Regions from separate parts of the Mus musculus genome. Here region 2 is linked to region 1. The links are chromatin contacts, called in public HiChIP or PLAC-seq maps. All regions are on one chromosome and are shown on one strand. The core of a region is the stretch at or near the end of the contact, and the rest is flanking DNA. Distances in the headings are between cores, read along the strand shown.

Region 1 (4,683 bases), core at 1,843-4,342:
ACTGTGCCACATATACAAATGAAAGAGCCGTTCCTTACATAGGGTACCGGGCACATATCTGGGCGAGTGGGGGAGGGAGAAGCATGCTTAACCAGGATGGAGTAATAGGGACTGTGCAGAGCACACCCTGCTGCTTGCTAGAAGGGCCATGAAGAGCAAAGTCATTATCAGCACTGACCGGCGACATTTGTAGTAGGAAGGACTTGTGTGTTGAGAGGTGCTTGTCTGTTTTGGATCACAGAGCCATGAGTTGTGCTGTTCACTGACCTTTTGGGCTGCCTATTGCATTCCTGTTTGTCACATGTACCCTGTAAAAGTCATGTCTCAGTAACGATCATTCCCGTGCTTCCAGACTCTACTTCTCAGGGCTTGAATCTCTGAGGCTCTCAGCCAGCAACTCTCACAGTTACTGCTGATACAAACCAGGCTCACGGGTCACGTGGCCCTGCTGGAGCTTTCTGCACACCACAGAAGGGAGGAGGCACCAATATCTAAAGACGACAAGTTTATAAAGCGGTCTGGTTGAGAACATTTTGATTTGATAAAATGAACTCTGTCTTCCCAAGTAACTACACATGACCAAATCTGCAAGTGACAGATATTTCCCAAACACCTCAGTTTGTAGGGTGGCTTTGTCCACCACTAGATGGCCTCCCAAGTCTTTCCTGAATGGAGAAATTGAATCTGAAAAAAAAATTTTTTTTTTTTTTTAGTTTTAAAATTTATTTTATTTTTATCTTTGAATTTCTGAAAGTTGAACCCAGGACCTCTTACATGCTAGGCAAGCATTCTACCACTGAGATCCATCCCCAGCCCAGCTTGACTATTTTAAATGTAGATGTTAACATGGGTATACAGTTGCCATTCACCATTCTCAAAGCTAATATCAAGCTTTAGTGTTCCTGTAAGAGTTCAATTGACAGACACTTATGTTTTCTAGCTTAATATCAGAATCCTCACATGTTCCCGAATCTTCTAGGCCACAAGCTTACAACTAAGCTTGTAATTAATAATAATTAATAACAGGATTAAGAAGGTAAATGTGCATTTACTAGCCAGTATGTTTTGGGTTGTCCTGTAAAGCTGTGCAGGCTGCCTTTAGCAAATCACCTGTCAATATTTCTAAAGCACTAGAATTGACAAGAAGAACAAACCTTTAAACAGGGCTTTTACGATAGCAGACAGTATTCTTGGTGTTTTAAGCACAAATTCATTTATTCTCATAATTGTTAGTTTCATAGCTATAACTGCTACCATATCACAGATGGAGAAACTGAGGTGTGGGTATTTGGCCAGTGTTTCAGTCTGGAAAGGACAGAGAGCTATTTTTAAATGTCAGATTAGGGGCTGGAGCGATGACTTAGCAGCTATAAGCACTGGCTGCTCTTCCAAAAAACATGGCTTAGATTTCTAGAATTCACATGATGACTTACAGTGTACAACTTCAGTTCCAGGGAATCCTATATCCTCAGTTGGCCTCTGAGAGTACTGCTTGAATGTGGCACACAGACATACATGCAGGCAAAACACCTATACACATATAATTTTACAAGTAAATAAACCTCAAAAAAATTTTAACGTTAACTTAGTGGAACTCCTAACCCCGCTTATTTAATAGAACCCAGCTAATACACCTCTGCCTAAAACAAGCAGGCTGCACAGATTCCCCCCGTCCCGTCCCGTGTGTGTGTGTGTGTGTGTGTGTGTCTGTGTGTCTGTGTGTGTCTGTCTGTCTGTCTGTCTCAAGCGTGACCAGTGTGTTCAGTTTCAGCACACTATGCCCTATAGCTTTAGCATTCTTAATCCTCCAGATCCCAACTCTGAAATGCTCCAAAGCTGGAAACTGCTTCATGTGTTATAATACCACAGTTGGAGAATTCCACACCAAGAGCCTTTGTTTCATAGGCAAAATGATTTAAAATATTGAGTGTATAAAATTAGCGTCAGGCTATGTGAATGAAGCCTATGTAGAATGTAACTAAGATTTCCATCCCATCTCCAAGGACTCCCATTACCCATGCTCAAGTATCCCAAAATCTGAAACCTAGAAGTCAGGAGTAGTGGTGATGCCTACAATACCAGCACTAGGTCTGTGGACACAAGAGCATCGGAAGGTCAAGGCCCCCTCAGAACATTGTGAATGCAAGGCCACACCAGCCTACACGAGACTCTGCAAAACCAAAACTGAAATTCAAGCATTCCTGGAAAAGTTTTTTCAGTCTGAAATTTTTAAAAATAAATAAATAAAAGACTTTTCAGTCTATGTCTCGCTTTCCAGTTCTTGAATTTCAAATGGTCTATCAGGTTGTCTCTCTGTCAGAAGGTTTTGCTTAAAAGCTTAAATCTGTCGCTAAATCATTTTGTTTTGATTTTTCCAGTTCTGGAATGGAAGTGGGGCTCTCGCAAACAAAGGGGAAGTGTTTCTGCCACTGAGCTACATGTCTTGCACAGTACAGGAGAAATCTTAAACGGCATTGTTTTTCTTTGGCTCTGAACTCACGTGTTACAAAAACTCTAATTTGGCTTAAGGAGTGCCATTCTCTGGCTTTGATCCCTACACATGAATCATTTTGCATCTGGAAGTTTCCATTGGGGAGTTCCTGATGTAAGGGAAATCTTAATCTTACATGTGGACTGAAAGTTCCAGAAATCCAAACCTTTCTCAGAATAGCATTTTCGTCATAATAGCTGTTTCAAAACACCATAATAAATATGGTAAGATAGTGGTCAGCTCAGCTGACTTAAGAGACCGCCTAGGATGCAGACCAGCCATCCTCACTGAAACCCAGTCCATCCCTGAGCCTTTACATGATCCAGCCACTAGGGGGCACACATGAGCCTGAGCCAGGGCGAAGCTGCTTCTACCTCAAAACCCTAAGCCGCAGCAAAAAGCGCCATAGGACCTTCTCACTGGCATTTTAAAGATAGAATGTTTCTGTTGTATCTGTGAGGGGGTAGACTGACAAAGAAATGTCAGAGAGGCTCCAAAGAGGCCAGCAGTGCTGGGCTGAGATGTGTCTATAGCCCTCCCAGGGTTCATTGTCGGGTGCCTGGGATCACTGGAAGACAAGCCTGTGTTTGCAGACTGTTCCTCCAGGTGTTTCCTGCTCTGGCCGGATGAGGGCGTTGAGAAGCATCTTAGCGGGTGCTTATTGTCCCTGTAGTGAGAACTTGTGGAGTAGAGACAATTTCAGTCCTTGGGAGATTTTTAAGTTACAGGCTTGATGTTCCTTGACTCACACTTAACCTTAGATCTCCAGTGGAGGAAGGACTACCTGCTGTCGAATTTCCTCCCCTTTCTCAGGAAGAGGAGCCCTGTGGGTCTCGGGCAGCCCAGCTGCTGTAGGAACTAGTCTGACAGGGAGGTGGGCTGAGAAGGGAGAAAGCCAAGGTCTTGCTGAACACACACAAATTCTAGACACTGGGCAACCCCATTCATTTTTAGGCACAGTCTCACAGTTGAATGATGCTTAATCTCTTCTGCCCCCCCCCCACCCCCCCAGCCTGTGGGCCACTGTAGCGCACAGCATTTGGTTAGGAAGTCACCAATGCCATTATAACGACAGCAAATAAAACTATTTGTTTTCCACTATGGCTCATACCACATTTGGTTCCGCACAGTCTTTCTAGAACATAGTCGATCCAATCACTTCTTTTAATTTTTTTTTAAAGTTTACATGTATGTATATATGTGTCTGTGTGAGTGCTTGTGGACATGTGTGCGCAGGAGCCAACAGAGGCCAAGAAAGGGTGTGGGATTCTTTGAAGCTGGAGTTCCAAGTGTTTGTGAGCCTTCTAACTTGGGTGCTTGGATCTGAACTTGAATCCTCACTCTTAACTGCTGAGCTCTCTGCAGCTCCCACCGCCACGACTTGCCTTTCAGGATCAACCTCCTTCCCTTAACCCCACCCCCACCCCGTCACTTCCTGTTCCTGTTCTGAAAGCTGGATGTAGTTCACCCCTTCTGAGATTCTCATTCCCACTTGCGCCTTCACTCTTCATTGGCTGCCAGGACTCCTAAACACATCTGTGCCTCGGTGATTTTTCTCCTCCCGTAAGATCTTACTCTAGGCATCAAGATTGTGAAATTCTGTCCTGTCCTTGTTTGGGTAGCTAAAGCATGTCCTGCCTCGTTTCATGTCAACTTGACACAAGCTGACATTTTGGAAGAAGGACCCTCAATTAAGAAATGCCCTGATCAGGCTGGCCTGTGGGTTCTCTCCCATATGCATTTCTTGCTTGATGAATAATGTAGGAGGGGCCAGATCAATGTGGAATCATGGCTGGTGGTCCTGGGTGCTATAAGAAGGCAGGCTGAGTGAGCCATGCATGAGAAAGAAGCAAGCCAGTAAACAGTGGTCTTCCATGGCTTCTGCTTGAGTTCCTGAATCCAGCCTTACCCTGCTTGAGCTCCTGCCCTGACTTCCCTCAACAGTGTACTAGCAACTGGAAGTGTAAACTAAAGTAAACCCTTTCTTCCCCGAGCTGTTTTTTTTTTTTTTTTTTGTCCTGGAGTTTTATCACAGCAGCAGAAACCCTAACTGAGACATAGCGTCCAACATTCCATAACTGGGATTTTATAGCTCTGCTAAGTGCTATGTCACAACCGTTAAAGCCGCCTTCCTCATCAGAGGATGGGGTTCTCTTATGTGGAGACCCCGCAGCAATTCCTACCCCCAACCT
Region 2 (5,240 bases), core at 1,973-4,472, 360 kb after region 1:
GGAAGGGGAAAAGTTTCTACACTTTGGTCTTCCTTCTTCTTGAATTTCATGTGTTTAGCAAGTTGTATCTTATATCTTGGGTATCCTAAGTTTCTGGGCTAATATCCACTTATCAGTGAGTACATATTGTGTGAGTTCCTTTGTGATTGGGTTACCTCACTCAGGATGATGCCCTCCAGGTCCATCCATTTGCCTAGGAATTTCATAAATTCATTTTTTTAATAGCTGAGTAGTATTCCATTGTGTAAATGTACCACATTTTCTGTATCCATTCCTCTGTTGAGGGGCATCTGGGTTCTTTCCAGCTTCTGGCTATTATAAATAAGGCTGCTATGAACATAGTGGAGCATGTGTCCTTCTTACCGGTTGGGACATCTTCTGGATATATGCCCAGGAGAGGTATTGCAGGATCCTCCGGTAGTACTATGTCCAATTTTCTGAGGAACCGCCAGACTGATTTCCAGAGTGGTTGTACAAGCTTGCAATCCCACCAACAATGGAGGAGTGTTCCCCTTTCTCCACATCCTCACCAGCATCTGCTGTCACCTGAGTGTTCGATCTTAGCCATTCTGACTGGAGTGAAGTGGAATCTCAGGGTTGTTTTGATTTGCATTTCCCTGATGATTAAGGATGTTGAACATTTTTTTCAGGTGCTTCTCAGCCATTCGGTATTCCTCAGGTGAGAATTCTTTGTTCAGCTCTGAGCCCCATTTTTTAATGGGGTTATTTGATTTTCTGGAGTCCACCTTCTTGAGTTCTTTATATATATTCTCCTGCTTCCACCATCATTCCCTCACTGCCTGCTGCCATATCTTCCCCACCATGATGGACTGTATCTCTTGAGAACTGTGATCCAAAACAGACCTTCTCTCCCTTAAGTTGCTGTTATAGTGACACGGACCACCCCAGTCAGGTAAGAGAGGCCCTGGAATGAGGGTCCTTGAAGCTATGTGGGTAAGGTGACAAACAGAAACAAACACAGAGGCAGTTTGAATCTGAGTATATTTTGCAGCTCTCAAGCAGGGAATTTTATACATTAAAAAGCCAAGCATTATAACTCTTAGAAACTGTATCCAGTGAAACAATCACAGATACCAACAAAAATCATTTGGCACAGTAAAGCACAAAAATCATCCAAGCATTACAACTCTGAAACTATATAGTCAGTGAATCACAAACAGACTAGGTAACATCATTATTAATCTAAGTCATCAAATATAACAATTCTAAAAGGATATATTCAGTGGGACAGTTGTCCAAGGCCAGTGGCATATTTCCAAGAGCAGGTTAATAAATCTTTATGGTCAATGCTCTTAACCTCTGAGATAACTCTCCATCCCCATATGGTCAATTATTATTTAATATCTAATGCCTGATTTTTTATAAATCTTCAACACATAAATTCAAACTATTTTAATTCTTTCTAATAAGGCTTTATTTACCATATACCAAACCTCACCTCTGATGACACATGTGTAGCTATATGAAATTTTATTGTTGGGAAAGTTTTTATCTATCATAATAATTTTGTAAATGATTTAAAAAGTTAAGCGTTGGTTTCCCCGGAGATAAGGTCATGTTAGTGACACCATCTCAAGGGATGGTTTCTTACTCATTATTCTCACTTAAGATCTTGGCCTAGGCTACCAGAAACATGTAAAATAAGAAAAGGAATAAGAGAAACAAAATAGATAGATTGCCATGAGAACTACGGCTCAATAATTTTTCTCCAGCGAAGAGTTTCACAACTGGTTCCAGGAGGCCTCCCCCTTTTGAGGTCAATTGCCTCAGTCTGTGGAACTTGTCACACAGATCCTTCTGGAGGTGGTGTGGCATTATAAGGTAGATTATTACAGTAGCAGGAAAAGAAACAAAGATGACCCACCATTTCCCCACCACCATTCCCAGTGCTGAGATAGAATACAGCACCTGCCAGTCAAGTGCTCCACCACCGACCTGCATTCCCAGAACTCTAGCTATTGCATGACCGACAGTCTCTTGTGATCCTCTGGACATTTTCCACTGTTATTTTTTCAACATAATTCTGCCTGGGATACATGCTATTGTGGTGGTTGAAGAGAACCCATAGACTCATCTATTAAAGTACTTGATCTCCAGTTAGTGGAACTGTTTGGGAAGGATTAGGAGGTGTGGCTTTTCTTTAGAGATGTGTCACTGGGGGCAGGCTTAGAGGATTCAAAAGACTTAGGCCATTCCCAGTGTACTCTCTTTGCCGTCTGCCTATGGATCAGGATGTGAGCTCTCGCCGGTTCCTGCCGCCCTGTCTTTGCTCTGTCCTCATGGACTCTAACCTTCTGAAACCATAAGCACAATTAAATCCTTTTAAAAAATAAGTTGCCATGGTCATGTTTTGTCACAGCAATAGAAAAGTAACTAAAACAGTTATTGTCCAATTTGAGAACTGCATCAGAGTCTTTTGGGTGTGCTCAGGCTACAGAGAAGGCATAGTTCACAATTCCAAATTTACTTAATATGAATAAAGCCTGAACAAAAATACTCATGGTTGGTCATTAGTCACCAACCTTATAACCTGGAGGCAGTCTGGTGTTCCTCTCCTCCACTCTATCCCTTCTTCCCTGCTTGTCTTCCTTTCTTTTATTTTTTACATCCAACCTACCTCTTAACAAACAAAGATAAAACATGGAGAAAACAATACAGAGAGGCCTGGGAAATGACATAATCACTTTCAAAAACTGAAAAGTATATATGTTGAAATTTGAAAATGCAACAGCAGGCTTTCTGTGGAAGGCATGGCAGGATTTAGGGAAACGGGTTTTGAGGATATGGACTTCCATCCCACTCTGAGGAATTTTACCTTCAAAATGTATGTTTGATGTTGAGATGTGAGCAGTGCTCCCTGCCGTCCTTCACACTAGACTGTTGCCAAAGTGGGTGTGTAGTGATAAGCATGTCATAAGCAGATATGACTGATGCAGGAGCAATGGACATCTGGTAGGGAAAGGTAGAGGCAAGTGCTGAAAGTAATTCCTCAACATGTATTACAGAGAATTACAGAGATATTGTGTACTTAGGAATCTGTGCCCGGGGGTGGGGGTGGGGGAGAGAGAGAGAGAGAGAGAGAGAGAGAGAGAGAGAGAGAGAGAGAGAGATTAAAGGAAGATTGAAGAGGAGAGATGGGAAAGCTCCGGCTCAGCTTCTCTGCAGTGTGAATCATCACCACTGAGGTCTGAGAAGGGAGGGGCCACACTGTTTTAGAAAGCAAGGAGTCCAGTGGTTGGATCTGAAGGTGCTAGGCTCTTTGCACCCCACCACTTACATCTGTTGTATTTTGATTTTATTGCCTTTATATATACAGCTTTACTGAATCTTGATAGGATGATGTGTGTGCATTCCCCTCCCCTTCTCTGTGTGTGTATTTGTTCCCAAATGTTTTTGCCCAAGAGATAATTTAGTCACCATGGCAAAGTTCTAGGGAGGAGAACAACAATTCCTCAGTCAATACCATATAATTTTGCTATAAAAAAATGGATAATGAGGAAGGCAGTCCAGGAGATGTGTCACAGATTGGGAACTTAATGTTTGACTTTGTATGAATGCCAAAGGGCAAGCTTGGAGCATGTCATTTCCAATTCTTCATACTGTGTTCTCCTTGCCAATCCTTTCTTAGTGTATGTGTGCCGACGTGTGTCAGATGTGTGTATATGTGTCTCTGTGTGTGCGTTAGTGTGCACATATGTGTGGAGCTCAGAGTTTGATATTTGGTGTCTTCCTCAGTCATTCAATAAGTTTTCACTGATTCAGCAGGCTGGCCATCCAGTGATCTCCAGGGAGCCACCTACTTTTGTCCCCCTCCCCCCTACCCAGTGTTTGGAGTTAGAGATGTGCTATACCTGGCATTTTGTGTGGATCCCAGGGCTGTTCAACACAGATCCTCAGACTTTTATGGGATCAGCAGGTACTTTACTGATTTAGCTCATCTTCCTTCCTTGCTCCCAAAGACATACGCAAGCATATCTTTAAGCTCATTTCTGAGCACATTGTTGTGCCTTCAAAGCCACTGTTAGAAGACGAATGTGCAGTCTGTGTTCACACCCTTTATACACTCCAGGACTGTGCAGTGGCTGATGCTTTTCTTAGAGCAGAGAGAGGCTCTAAGGAGAAGAGCCATGGATCTGGAGGATTGAAGGATTGGGGGCAGTGGCCAAGGTTGTTTTCCACTCTCTCACTGATGATGACTTTACTCTGGAAACTCTCACACAGCCTGAGCCTTAAGTTTTGGACCTGAAAATGAAGGCAGGCCCTGGTGCTTGCTGATGCACAGCCCTGTCCTAAGGCCCCTTCTGAGCATTGCATTGCAGAGGTGGGGCTGAAGTTCCCCACTCACTGCAGGGGCTGGATGCTGGGAGGGATGATACATTTTCCACATGATCTGAAGTGGGAGCAAATAAGAGAAAAAGGAAGGACAGTCATATCAGCAACAGAAAGGCAAAACCACAGAGGAAGGAGGAGTCGGGATACTGCTGCCAGGAAGGTAGGCCTATGTGTGTTTCTGTGACTCACCAGAGAAGAGATGATGGACCAGGGCTGGGTGGAGAAGGCAGCTTGGATGTGTGAAAGTGGATGAGCCTATTATAAAAGGCAGAGAAGCTCTCAATTGACTCCTTGTTCTCATAGTCTCCACTCTGCTCTTAGGAGAGCTGGCGAGGAGGAGCCTGTCAGAATTTAGCATGCCTGTGCACAGCGCAAAGTGATTCATTAAGAAAACCAACAAACCAACCAAAAACCCATGCTTAGGGCGTTCAGAGTTTCAGAGAACTCAGGCAACACTGCTTTCCTTTGTTTTAGTATTTTGGTTTTTTGTTTTCTTAGAAGTAGCAGAGTTATATTCATTTCTTTATTTTATTCTTTGTGTGTACGAGTGTTTTGCTGGCATGTGTCTGTGCCCCAAGTGTGTGCCTGCTGCCTGTGGAGACCGAGGGAGGTGGATCTCCTGGGAGTGGAGTTACAGATGACTGTGAACCATCATGGGTACTGGGGCTTGAACCTAAGTCCTTGGAAGAGCAGCTAATGTTCTTAACCACTGAGCCATCTCTTCAGACCAGTTTTTTAAAGAACAAGGTCCCAGACAAAAGCATCACAAGGCTTTCTTTGATGCAGAAAGTACTCCTAGAATCTTGGGTGATGATGACACCTGAGACTGTGAGTTTTCATGTGCCAAATATCACAGAGACAATGATAGACACCCCAGGTTTAGTTTT

Evidence for each region. HiChIP or PLAC-seq counts read pairs in DNA pulled down with a chosen protein or histone mark.
Region 2: a contact with region 1 is called in a CTCF HiChIP or PLAC-seq map of the NIH/3T3 cell line, with 5 read pairs. The contact joins two enhancer-like sites. A contact is called at or near these places in 2 of 15 datasets of contacts at CTCF or cohesin (the NIH/3T3 cell line and embryonic stem cells), 1 of 484 Hi-C or Micro-C datasets (embryonic stem cells), 2 of 115 datasets of contacts at active chromatin or transcription factors (embryonic stem cells and stem cell-derived neural progenitor cells) and 1 of 9 other capture datasets (embryonic stem cells).

The regions. Positions count from the first base shown.
Region 1 is chr4:57,670,634-57,675,316 of GRCm38.p6, forward strand. The region is part of intron 4 of Pakap (paralemmin A kinase anchor protein); the gene reads left to right. Among named protein-coding and RNA genes, the nearest start is that of Gm52699, 51 kb to the left of the region's middle. Within about 2 kb of position 3,093, at least 107 of the 459 cell types and tissues checked have an H3K27ac peak or open chromatin away from gene starts, as enhancers often do. A contact at or near this core is called in the NIH/3T3 cell line, where this site is marked.
Region 2 is chr4:58,028,434-58,033,673 of GRCm38.p6, forward strand. No RefSeq gene overlaps it. Among named protein-coding and RNA genes, the nearest start is that of Gm35402, 3.6 kb to the right of the region's middle. Within about 2 kb of position 3,223, at least 6 of the 459 cell types and tissues checked have an H3K27ac peak or open chromatin away from gene starts, as enhancers often do. A contact at or near this core is called in the NIH/3T3 cell line, where this site is marked.